Linked DNA regions of Mus musculus: all the other regions are linked to region 3. The links are chromatin contacts, called in public HiChIP or PLAC-seq and promoter capture Hi-C maps. All regions are on one chromosome and are shown on one strand. The core of a region is the stretch at or near the end of the contact, and the rest is flanking DNA. Distances in the headings are between cores, read along the strand shown. Region 1 holds the start of Gatd1 (glutamine amidotransferase like class 1 domain containing 1). Region 2 holds the start of Kcnq1ot1 (KCNQ1 overlapping transcript 1). Region 3 holds the start of Ctsd (cathepsin D).

Region 1 (3,224 bases), core at 20-2,519, 970 kb before region 3:
AAGGTTTATTTGTTATTATAAATAAGTACATTGTAGCTGTCTTCAGACCAAATGGTTGCTCTCTCCCATCCTGGTCTTAAGACACCCTGTGGGTCTTAAGACACTCCAGAAGAGGGAGTCAGATCTTGTTAAGGATGGTTGTGAGGTTGTTGGGATTTGAACTCAGGACCTTCGGAAGAGCAGTCAGTGTTCTTATCCGCTGAGCCTTCTCACCAGCCCCCTAGCATTTTTTTAAAGACAGCATCTCATGTAGCCATTGCCCTCTCTATCCTCCTGCCTCCAACTCTGACACTAGGCTTTTGGCTTGTGGATTTTGTTTTGGTTAATATTTTGAGTCAGACCTCACTGTGTACTCCTGCTAGCCTGGAACTTGCTATATAAGTTCCAGACGGGCTCAAACTCCTGGAGATCCATCTGCCTCTGCCTCCTGAGTGCTGGGATTAAAGATAATTTTTAGCTTCTCAATCCCTCACTTTCCGACTCTCAAGGAAGGCCTACCTAGGAGCTGCTGTAGATTCTCTTTTACCTCTATTCCAGGGAGGAGCAGCACCCTCAGGCCCCTCCCACCCTCACCTGGGACGCTTCAGTGTGGAACCCAGAAATTCATCAGTCCAAGATCCCGACGTACCCTCGCGCTCACACCCACTTGCAGAGGTCTATAGGAATCCAGAGGGAAACCCCGGGCCGCAGCCCTGGGCTCCACCTCCCCACAGAGACTATCTCGGGCCAGTCGGTTCCCTAAGGACCCGTGAAGTAATCATCTGCCCAGCGCCCCTGACACACACCGGGCAGTTGGAACATGAAGCCAACAGACCCCTTCTGCGTGAGGGTCCCTTTTATGCAGCTCTTTCGAGCAACCTCTTTCAGGATCGCTTCCTGGAGGTGCACGAAGATAAACCCAAGATAGGGGGTAACAGAGAGGCAGAAAACACGGGCAGAGAGAGTACCAAGCCCCTGCGGCTCACTCGGGGGCAGGGTCATCTCTGCAGCCGCTGACCGTCCCTGTCTGCCAGCGCAGACAACATAGTAGGCCTGCGCCAGAGAAACAGATGCAGGGTCCCAGAATCTCAACTCCACAAACACAAACGTTTGCCCAGAGTCAGGACTGCAGGCCAGTGAGCTACACAGCTGCCCTGCGCGCCTCACCTTCGGAAGCGCCGCTGGCCACCAGGAGACACGCAGGCCTGCTTGGCAGCCGCTCGGACGCCATGGCTACAGCCCAGGCGGATATTTGTGCGAGGGATGGGGCGGGGCGGGGCTCGCCTGCAGAGAGCGGAATGCGCATGCGTGAGGCACGAAGGGCGGGGCTCGCCGGCAGGGTGCAAGGTGGGGTGGGAGAAACAACGCGGAAATTGAGTGAAGATGGGGGCAGTTTGCGCATGCGCATGGGGTAGTGGTTGAGTGGCAAGCATGCGAGGGGCGGGGACTGAGCGGGGGCGGAGCGGGGCGGAGCGGGGCGGGGGTTGGAGGCGGAGGCGGGGGAGGATACGCCCTGGGTCCCTGAGTGGTCGTTTCCTGATTGGAAGCCACCGGTACAGACTTGTGGCCCTAGGGCACATCAATTAAACCCAGTGGGCCGGGTAGATGTTTCCGAGTCCGAGTCTACCACAGAGCTACTACGCCTTGGGCCTTTGCCCGAAAGTTGAGCCTGGCTAAGTGTGTCAGGGAGCGATGACCGGTCGGGCGGACAGGGTGAGGGGCACAGAGTTGGGTCGTATGTGGGCGGGTCTTCCTCTGCCGGTTTGTGAAGATCCAGAAGATACCTGGGTCGGTTGAGTTTTGTATGTTCCTATAGAGGATGGAATGTCACTTCCTGAGCTGTGGACGCCTCTGGAGGTTCTGTTGAGTTTCCTGAGGAAAAGACCAGATTGGGGAGGCCAACCTGTATCTAAAGCGATTTACTTCTGTGGGACTCCTGCTGGGGCTTAGGAAAAGGAACCTGGAGCCCAGGATTGTGTGTTGTCTGAGTGGCGACTTTTGAAGATTCACAAGCCACAAGCTTGACTAGCCATCCTTATTAAATCCCCATCTATTGACATGAAACCCTGAAATTGAAGGGGTCAGATTGGCTAGTGTCCACATACTCACACAGTTCCACCTTTGTGCTGCCTCCAGAGTAACATTAAGGCACCAGAAGTGGCAGAGCCAGCAGTAAGCTTGAGTCTTGTGGAGAAAAGTATTTATATTGAATTCAACGCCCAGGTATTAGATATAATTTTGTAAAGAGACTACCATTCCAGGGAAATGTATAGACAGGGCAAATTTTACCCTTGAGGAAGAGTGTGCTGGAGAAAATGGTGAACAGCACCCCAAGACAGGAAGAGCATTTGATTTTGTTTTAACTCAGGTGGTGGCTGTTTCTTTTGCCCACTGACTGGAGTCCGACCTCACAATCTTATTAACTAGTCGGGAAAGACTCAACATACAAGAAATGGAGGAGGGGAAAGCAGTCCCTGACTGAAGGAGAATCACTGTTCCAGGCTAGTATAGAGAAATACACCTTTGGGTAAACAAAGCTTTTACTAGGTGGAAAGGATTAAACATTTGCATAAAAGTCTTACAAGGTGAAGGAGATAAAAATATTTGGATTCTTCATTCTTTTTTTTTTTTTTTTTTTTTTGTGTTTTTGAGACAGGGTTTCTCTGTGTAGTCCTGGCTGTCCTGGAACTCACTTTGTAGACCAGGCTGGCCTCGAACTCAGAAATCTGCCTGCCTCTGCCTCCTGAGTGCTGGGATTAAAGGCGTGCGCCACCACGCCCGGCTTGGACTCTTCATTCTAAACACAGGTTTTATAATATTTTGATAGAAAAGACTAATATTTGCTGGGTGTAGTAGCCTGTGCCTTTAATCCCAGCACTCAGAGACAGGGCAGGTGGATCTCTGAGTTCAAGGCCAGCCTGGTCTACAAAGGGAGTTCCAGGACAACCAGGGCTACCCAGAGAAATCCTGTCTTTAAAAAAGGGGTGGGGGGGCCTGGAGAGATGACTCAGCAGTTAAGAGCACTGACTGCTCTTCCAAAGGTTCTGAGTTCAAATCCCAGCAACCACATGGTTGCTCACAACCATCCGTAATGAGATCTGATGCACTCTTCTGGGGTGTCTGAAGACAGCTACAGTGTACTTACATATAATAAATAAATAAATAAATCTTTAAAAAAAAGACTGATACTTGATATTTCTTTAACAGGTTCCAGTCCTGAGGGAAGTCAGGGCAGGAACTGAAGT
Region 2 (3,221 bases), core at 408-2,907, 910 kb after region 3:
ATCGGAAAACACAGGTATTTACATAATGACTCATAACAGTAGCAACATTGCAGTTATGAGGTAGCAATGAAATTAATTTTATGGTTGGAGGTCACCACAACATGAGTAACTGTATTAAAGGGTCAAAGCACAAGGAAGGTTAAGAACCCACTGCAACCACTGCGGCCTCCACCCCAAGTTCCCAATCCCCCACACCTGAATTCCGAGTCGGCTCCAGACCCGAATCTCTACCCGATTCCAATCGTGACTCCACTCTAGACTCGGAACCACTGTAGACCCACACATACACACACCCAACTCGGATCCAAGAGCTAGATCACAACTCGGTTCAAAACTCCGAATAAGCAGCCTTCCCCAGCCTCAGTTCCACGATACCCTTCCCCCACCATGCGCGAACATTCCGAACGGAGCCCCTCACTCTCAGCATTAAAACAGCTACCACATAACAACACGTACTCCACTCACTACCTTGGTGCTGGCCACACCGGGCTACAAAGCTCAGGGGTCTCCAGACCCGATTCGGTTTCAGCTCCAGTGCGTTCTGACTCGGCCCGGGGTTTAGAATCCGAAGGCCTGAGCCGGTGTCCTAGGCCACTCACCTTGGGACTCGACCGACCTCGGGGCTCAAAGGGCCTCAAGACCACCCCTGCTTCTGTAAGCCTGGGCCACAAAGATGGGGACGTGGACGCAAAATACGAGAACTGAGCCACGGCCGTGAAACGAGGACCGGCCGTGAAACGAGGACCGAGCCGTAACTGCAAAACGAATACGGAGCCACTGCGGCAAAACGAAGATGGAGCCCAGCCGCGAAAGCGCGGCACGAATCACCTCTGCTTCTGGCCGTGAGTGCTTGCCGCGAGGAGGGGGAGGCTATGATGAGCGCGGCCACGCGGACTTGCGACTTGTGCCGTGCTGACTCAGAGAAGAAACCCGCGCTGAGAAAAAAACCATACCTAGGAGAACCATGCCGAGAAAAAGAAGCGCTGGGAACCAAGCTGAACAGAAAAGCTCTCCAAGTAGAATCACACAGAGGGAAAAGAAGCGTGTTGAAGAAAAACTGAGAGAACCCAGCAGGCTAAAAAAAAATGCTGAGAAGCCAAGTGGATCGCGCCAAGGCAGCCGACCGCGCTGGAGTGATCCGTGCTGAAACGATCCACACGGAAGTGACCCAATTGCTGAGGCAGATCGGACCATATCGCCGACCACCATGACGAAACAAGATAAGACCTCACCATGGAGGTCTAGGCTCAGGACAAACACTGAGGAGGATCGCGTTGAGCAAAGCACACTGAGGATGGCTAGTCGGGACTGAGGTGTAGTGCTCAAGTGATCCGAGCAGAGGCAGCTCCAAAAGAACTGTGGACAAATATGCTGAGGCTGGTGGCTGGCTGATATGACCTCACCGTGAAAAACCATGCAGAGGACGATCACACGGATGAAAACCACGCTGCTGAGACGAGCCACGCTGGGAAGGACCATGCAGAGAAAAGCACACTAAGGTGTACTAGACCGTAACCACGCCGAGGAGAAGCCCACCGAAGTAATCCAAAATGAGGCCGACCACACCGGGCCTGACTGGACCAAAATGCACCATCATAGACCACGCGGAGGGGCGCCGCAAGGAAAGCTGCGCAGACGTGCTGAGGCAACTGTTCCTCCTAGCGACAACGGCTAGGCCACCTACCAAGACCTTGGTGACGTGGCAGCCACGACACTGTTGATTGGACAGATGCTGAATAATGACTAGGGAGCTCTTCCTCATGATAGGCTGGATACAGATAGCTCTGTGCTGACTATTTTTATTGGCCAAGAGGAAACAGCCTGATGTCTCCAGCATTTGGATTGGGTGAGCTTGTACAGGATTGTACGACCTAGCCTGCTGGGTCCACCACCCCTTAAGGCCTACCTTCCTCATCCCTTCCTAGCTGAACCTGGGGTTCTTAACTCTGAATAAGTGTGAGACCAACCTCAATGCAGTACAGGGCAGATACCTGAGGCAGCCAATGTACCTAAACGGTTTCATGGCCAAAGATGAGTATGCCCCTGGCTCTGGCCTGACCTTGGGATGCAAAAAAGCAATCCACCCTCTCAGCTGTCCCATGGAATCCTACTGTGCAGGCCAGGGTGTGGTCATCTAAAGCACACAAGGAGGCCACCCTGCTTGTTTTTTTTTTTTTAATCACCAAGTAAGGAAAGTCTTGGGGCTATCTTACTTATGAAAAGGAGGGGGCCCTGGGTCTGCCCATGTTATAAAACTAGGTAATGATAGTCCTGAGGTTAGACCCCAGCCACTCGACCCATCCTCCAGATTCTCTTGGTTCCTGGCCCTGTCACTGGAGTGTTCAGGATCGTTTCCACTCTGTCCACTTACTTATCCATGCATTTATTTGACTAACACTGTCTACGCACCACCCTGTATCTAGCATTGACCTAAAGCCTGGAGAAACTTGACAAAATGCCAGATTTGGGGGACAATCCACTTGCCCAGGATTCATAAGCAAGCCTGGGGCGAGGGGGGGGAATGCAGATTTCTGTGCAAACTATAGTTTTAGCATGTGGAACTCTGGGTATATTCTCCAAACCACCCCTACCCAGAATTGACTTCAAACAGGATTTAGGGGAAGGGGAGGGAGAGCCAGTCCTGTGAACAGGCCAGGGTGTGGTCATCTAAAGCACGCAAGGAAGCCATACATCTTAACTGCTTTTGCTGAAAATATATGTCTACAAAAACAGCCAGGAAGCTCTCTTGCCAAAGATGACTGAGTATATGTGGGGGAAGGAGGGGAAGGCACGGTTTTTAGGTTTGGGTTTTTTTTCTTTTTCTTTTTCTTTTCTGTTCTTTTTCTCTTTTTTTCTCCTGTTGTTATTTAGCTGGAGAAAAGAGAAACTGGTGTCATCCTCTAGCAACAGACAGTTCCTTTTTACCCTCAGAAGCTACTCCTAGCTTGGTACCCCACCTCCTACCAGGCCACACATCTGCTTTGCCAATTCCTTTTGGGCCCGTCTGGAACATGCTGCATTTGATTCAAAGGGCCAGTCCTACCCTCCTACCTGATGGGTGGTTTTCTTTTCTGCCTATCCCAGAGCAGATGTGCAGTTAATGGGGTCCCTCAAGAACCTGTCACCATCTTTAAATTCATCATATTAGCTTTGAGCTTGCATCTTGGAAGTGAAGCCTGGGATCTTTTGCCACAAATGGCCCCTTCCACTTCCCCAGCATA
Region 3 (3,311 bases), core at 175-2,674:
TACATGCCCTACCACCACAGACTCAAGGCCCTTATATGCTCCCTGCAGCCCTGATGCAGACAACTAAATAGGGGACGCCACCATTAGATAGCAGAGGGAGAGGGGTCCCTGCCCTGCCCTCCAGGTCACCTCTCCACCACCACCCCACCCCCCACCCCCAGTTTGCTCCTGTTCCCAAGGAGAGCTGATCTGTAATCACTTGTTGAAACTTCTCTGCCCAGGGATTTGTAGCCAAGGTCACAGCTGACCTTTCCTGGCATGCACAGTGCATGCTCTGAGAGACATAGGAGTCTTGCCTAAGAGTAGTGGGCTGGAAGAGGCAGGCTTCTGGCCTGGGGCTTAGGGGAGGCACACACCCTGCAAAGGTCAGGAAACATGCCAACAAGCCTAAGAGTGTGGCTTTGTTTCTGGTGCCTAGTCTCAGGGATCCTGGAGTCCACAACACCTCTTCCCAGAGAAGAGAAGCCTGAGGGCAGGGCAGGCAAGCCCAGGGCAGGATCAAGCCTAGGCCACTCCCTACAATGGCTCCACTGAGGCTACCCACCCACAGCTTGCAGCCTACAGACTGGGCTCCTTCCCACCCAACCCTGGTGCCCAGCCGGCAGAGCCAGCTCTACTCCCGCAGCCTACGGCCTCAGCCACCTGCCACGACCAGGGACTCACAGAGTGGGAAAACACACGGGCTACCACCAAGACCTCATCTAGCACAAAGGCCAAGTCCACGGGCCTGAGAAGGGCCTGGTCCCCAGTGGGGTAGACCTCAGCTCCAAGGTATTTGAACTGGGCCACTCCATACCTTCTCTCTCTGGGACTTGTGCAACTCAGGAGGGAGGAGGAGAGATTCACCACCCAGGACAGGGGGGATCATCTTTGAGTAAACTTCTAGGGCTATGCACCAGTGCACAGCTGTCAAACAGGGTCCCTTAAAAGGAAAGGCCTGAGGAAGTTCAGGGGGGCAAGGGCCTACTAGGTTTTCCAACTTCCACAGCTGGGTTCAACAGAATCCTATCCATGGGGCAGCACTTCTCCTCAGAAGCGGCCGCCCCGCTACACACACACACACACACACACACACACACACACACACACACACAGAGGCGAGGTTGGAGTCAGACCCACTTGTGGCCACCCTACTGTACCCTCCTGTTCGACCATAGGAGTCATAGGAGTGGAGAGGGGCCCAGGAGACCCCTGCCTTTTGAGTGTCTCGCCCCATAGTCTGTGGGACCCTGAGGAAGGCTGCGCTGGGTGCACAGGTGCATTCCAGCACGGCCGGAGCACGCGGCACTCCAGGTGACGAGCCCCGCATCTCCGGACCCAGAGCGGGTCCTCACCTGATAATCGCGAAGGAGGACGAAGCCAGGAGGCCGAGAATGAGCAGCAAGACGCCGGGAGTCTTCATGGTCGCGGCGGCCCGAAGAGAGCAAAGCTTAAAGCCAGAGGTCGCCGGCTTATAGGCAGGATGACGCCGCAGTCCCGCGGAGTCAGCTGACCCGCTTGTTTGGCCCTCAACGGGTCACGTGAGACGCGGGCGAGGGGCGGGGCGACCCGAACCCGCCTCCAACACTGCCCGGGCGCAGGCGTGCCCTACTCCAGGCCTACGCACGGCTCTCGGGAACGCGCCCGCCCACTTTCCTGGGACCGGAGAATGACTGGATACAGGTCACGTGGGGGAAGGAAGACCAGGCAGGCCCGGAAGCATCCAGAGGGGCGGATCCTGCCCTCAGCTCCGCCCCTCCCTTAATCTGTCTTTTTTGCATAATTGGGGTGCCCACTACCAGGATGTGGTCTTTGTCTGATTGGGCCCTGACCCTCTCCTGGATGCCAGCTTAAACCTAAGCCTTTTCTCTTTCAGCTCTGTTCCTCCTTGAGAATTTCCCTGGAGCCTCTCTGGACTCTTGGACCAGCAAACTTCACCCTCTTCAAAGCTCCACTACCTACTCATCTCCCCAGAGCAACACCCTTTTTATTTAAGCTGGAACACCTAACATGCACATTCCATAATGTAGCAATGTTGATTGCAGGCCTAGTCCTGGACTATGCATCTATTGATACAAGGGGTAGGGTGTACAGTGAGATGAGACCAGGGTTGCAATCGCCACTTGGGTCTTAACTACTTCACTCTTTAATGCCCTGCTTGGTGTCAGCAAATGAATTGGGTGCTGTTTGAGAGAGGCAGAGTCCAGCTCTCCATCATGGAGAGCTGAGCCCAGAAAGGCATTTAAGGGGAATGTCCTCTCTGAGAGGTGGTGTCCATACAAGGACAGGAACGCAGAGGAGCCTTGCCAGGGTCTGATCCCGGGAGCGCTTTTGGACATGTTCTACCTGTATTGAGGAGGTGGATGCCTCTAAGTCCACTCTACACATGGACACATGAGCTGTTCTGGTTCCCCAGGTTCAAAGCTACAATTCCCATCAAGTTACATCAAGTTGGGCACTTGACCTCTGCCAAGGCTCTCCACTCAGGGTCAGTGTTAATAGCTACACGTGGGTCACCACAGCCTGGATCCTGCCTCCACAGTCAGCACTCCACACATTGCTTAAAGCTTGGGTGTGAGGGCGAGAGCTGCCCTAAGATCTTGGAATCTGACCCTCTACTCCTTTGAATCTAAGACTATTCTTTGGTAGCCCAAGAGACAGGGTCTGGCCCTGGAGTTGCCATTTGCTTCCTAGAGTTGCTATCTAGAGATGATTGCTGGACCATGGGTGGGCAATGGGAAAGGTCCTCTGGGGCACCATGCTGGCTCTCCCAGCCCTGCCATAAATAGTGTTGCAGGGTGCTCAGGTGCCAATAGAGACATCCATTAGATGTGTGTCGGCATGACTGGAGGCAGGACATAGCGGTCAGCTGTGCTCATGTGTGGCTCATATAAGCCACAGGGTAAGAGACTGATGGGGACCTCCAGGGGCTCTCTGCAGTCCATTTTCTGCAAAGAATTCTAGCTGCCTCTGTCCCTGGGTTTCCCCATATAGTCTGTGTGAGTGAATACCTAGATGCACCCAGTCCTGTAGCTGCTACCCCACTGGACCTGGAAAGCTCAGGGATGAAAGCTCAGGTGTGTGCTTTCTGATCCCCTCACCTGACAGACCTCAGGGATGGGCCATAGTGTCTAGAATTCCTGAGTTCTCCCACCATACTAGATTATACTCTCCCTCTCTGCCTGTCTCAGGCCTCTTGCACCAGGCTTGCTTCTTATACTCTCCAGCCAGTAAAGGGTCAGTGTGTTCAGGCCCTGCAATTCTGCTGTTAGTCATCCACCTTCGGTCCAGGGATCCACTTAGCAGGCAGGGCTCACTTTTCAACCCTTGCC

The links. Promoter capture Hi-C pulls out the DNA fragments that hold promoters and counts their contacts. HiChIP or PLAC-seq counts read pairs in DNA pulled down with a chosen protein or histone mark.
Region 1: a contact with region 3 is called in a promoter capture Hi-C map of pre-B cells, with 2.5 times the contacts expected there. The contact joins the promoter of Gatd1 here to the promoter of Ctsd in region 3. A contact is called at or near these places in 1 of 39 promoter capture datasets (pre-B cells) and 1 of 115 datasets of contacts at active chromatin or transcription factors (pancreatic cancer cells).
Region 2: a contact with region 3 is called in an H3K27ac HiChIP or PLAC-seq map of embryonic stem cells, with 3 times the contacts expected there. The contact joins the promoter of Kcnq1ot1 here to the promoter of Ctsd in region 3.

Annotation. Positions count from the first base shown.
Region 1 is chr7:141,412,856-141,416,079 of GRCm38.p6, forward strand. Gatd1 (glutamine amidotransferase like class 1 domain containing 1) reads right to left here and starts at 1,270. Exons shown (of 8, transcript NM_172116.4): 1 at 1,147-1,270. The coding sequence starts at 1,210.
Region 2 is chr7:143,294,890-143,298,110 of GRCm38.p6, forward strand. Kcnq1ot1 (KCNQ1 overlapping transcript 1) reads right to left here and starts at 1,658. Exons shown (of 1, transcript NR_001461.5): 1 at 1-1,658. The region is part of intron 11 of Kcnq1 (potassium voltage-gated channel, subfamily Q, member 1); the gene reads left to right.
Region 3 is chr7:142,386,403-142,389,713 of GRCm38.p6, forward strand. It overlaps Ctsd (cathepsin D), which reads right to left and starts at 1,425. Exons shown (of 9, transcript NM_009983.3): 1 at 1,335-1,425. The coding sequence starts at 1,402.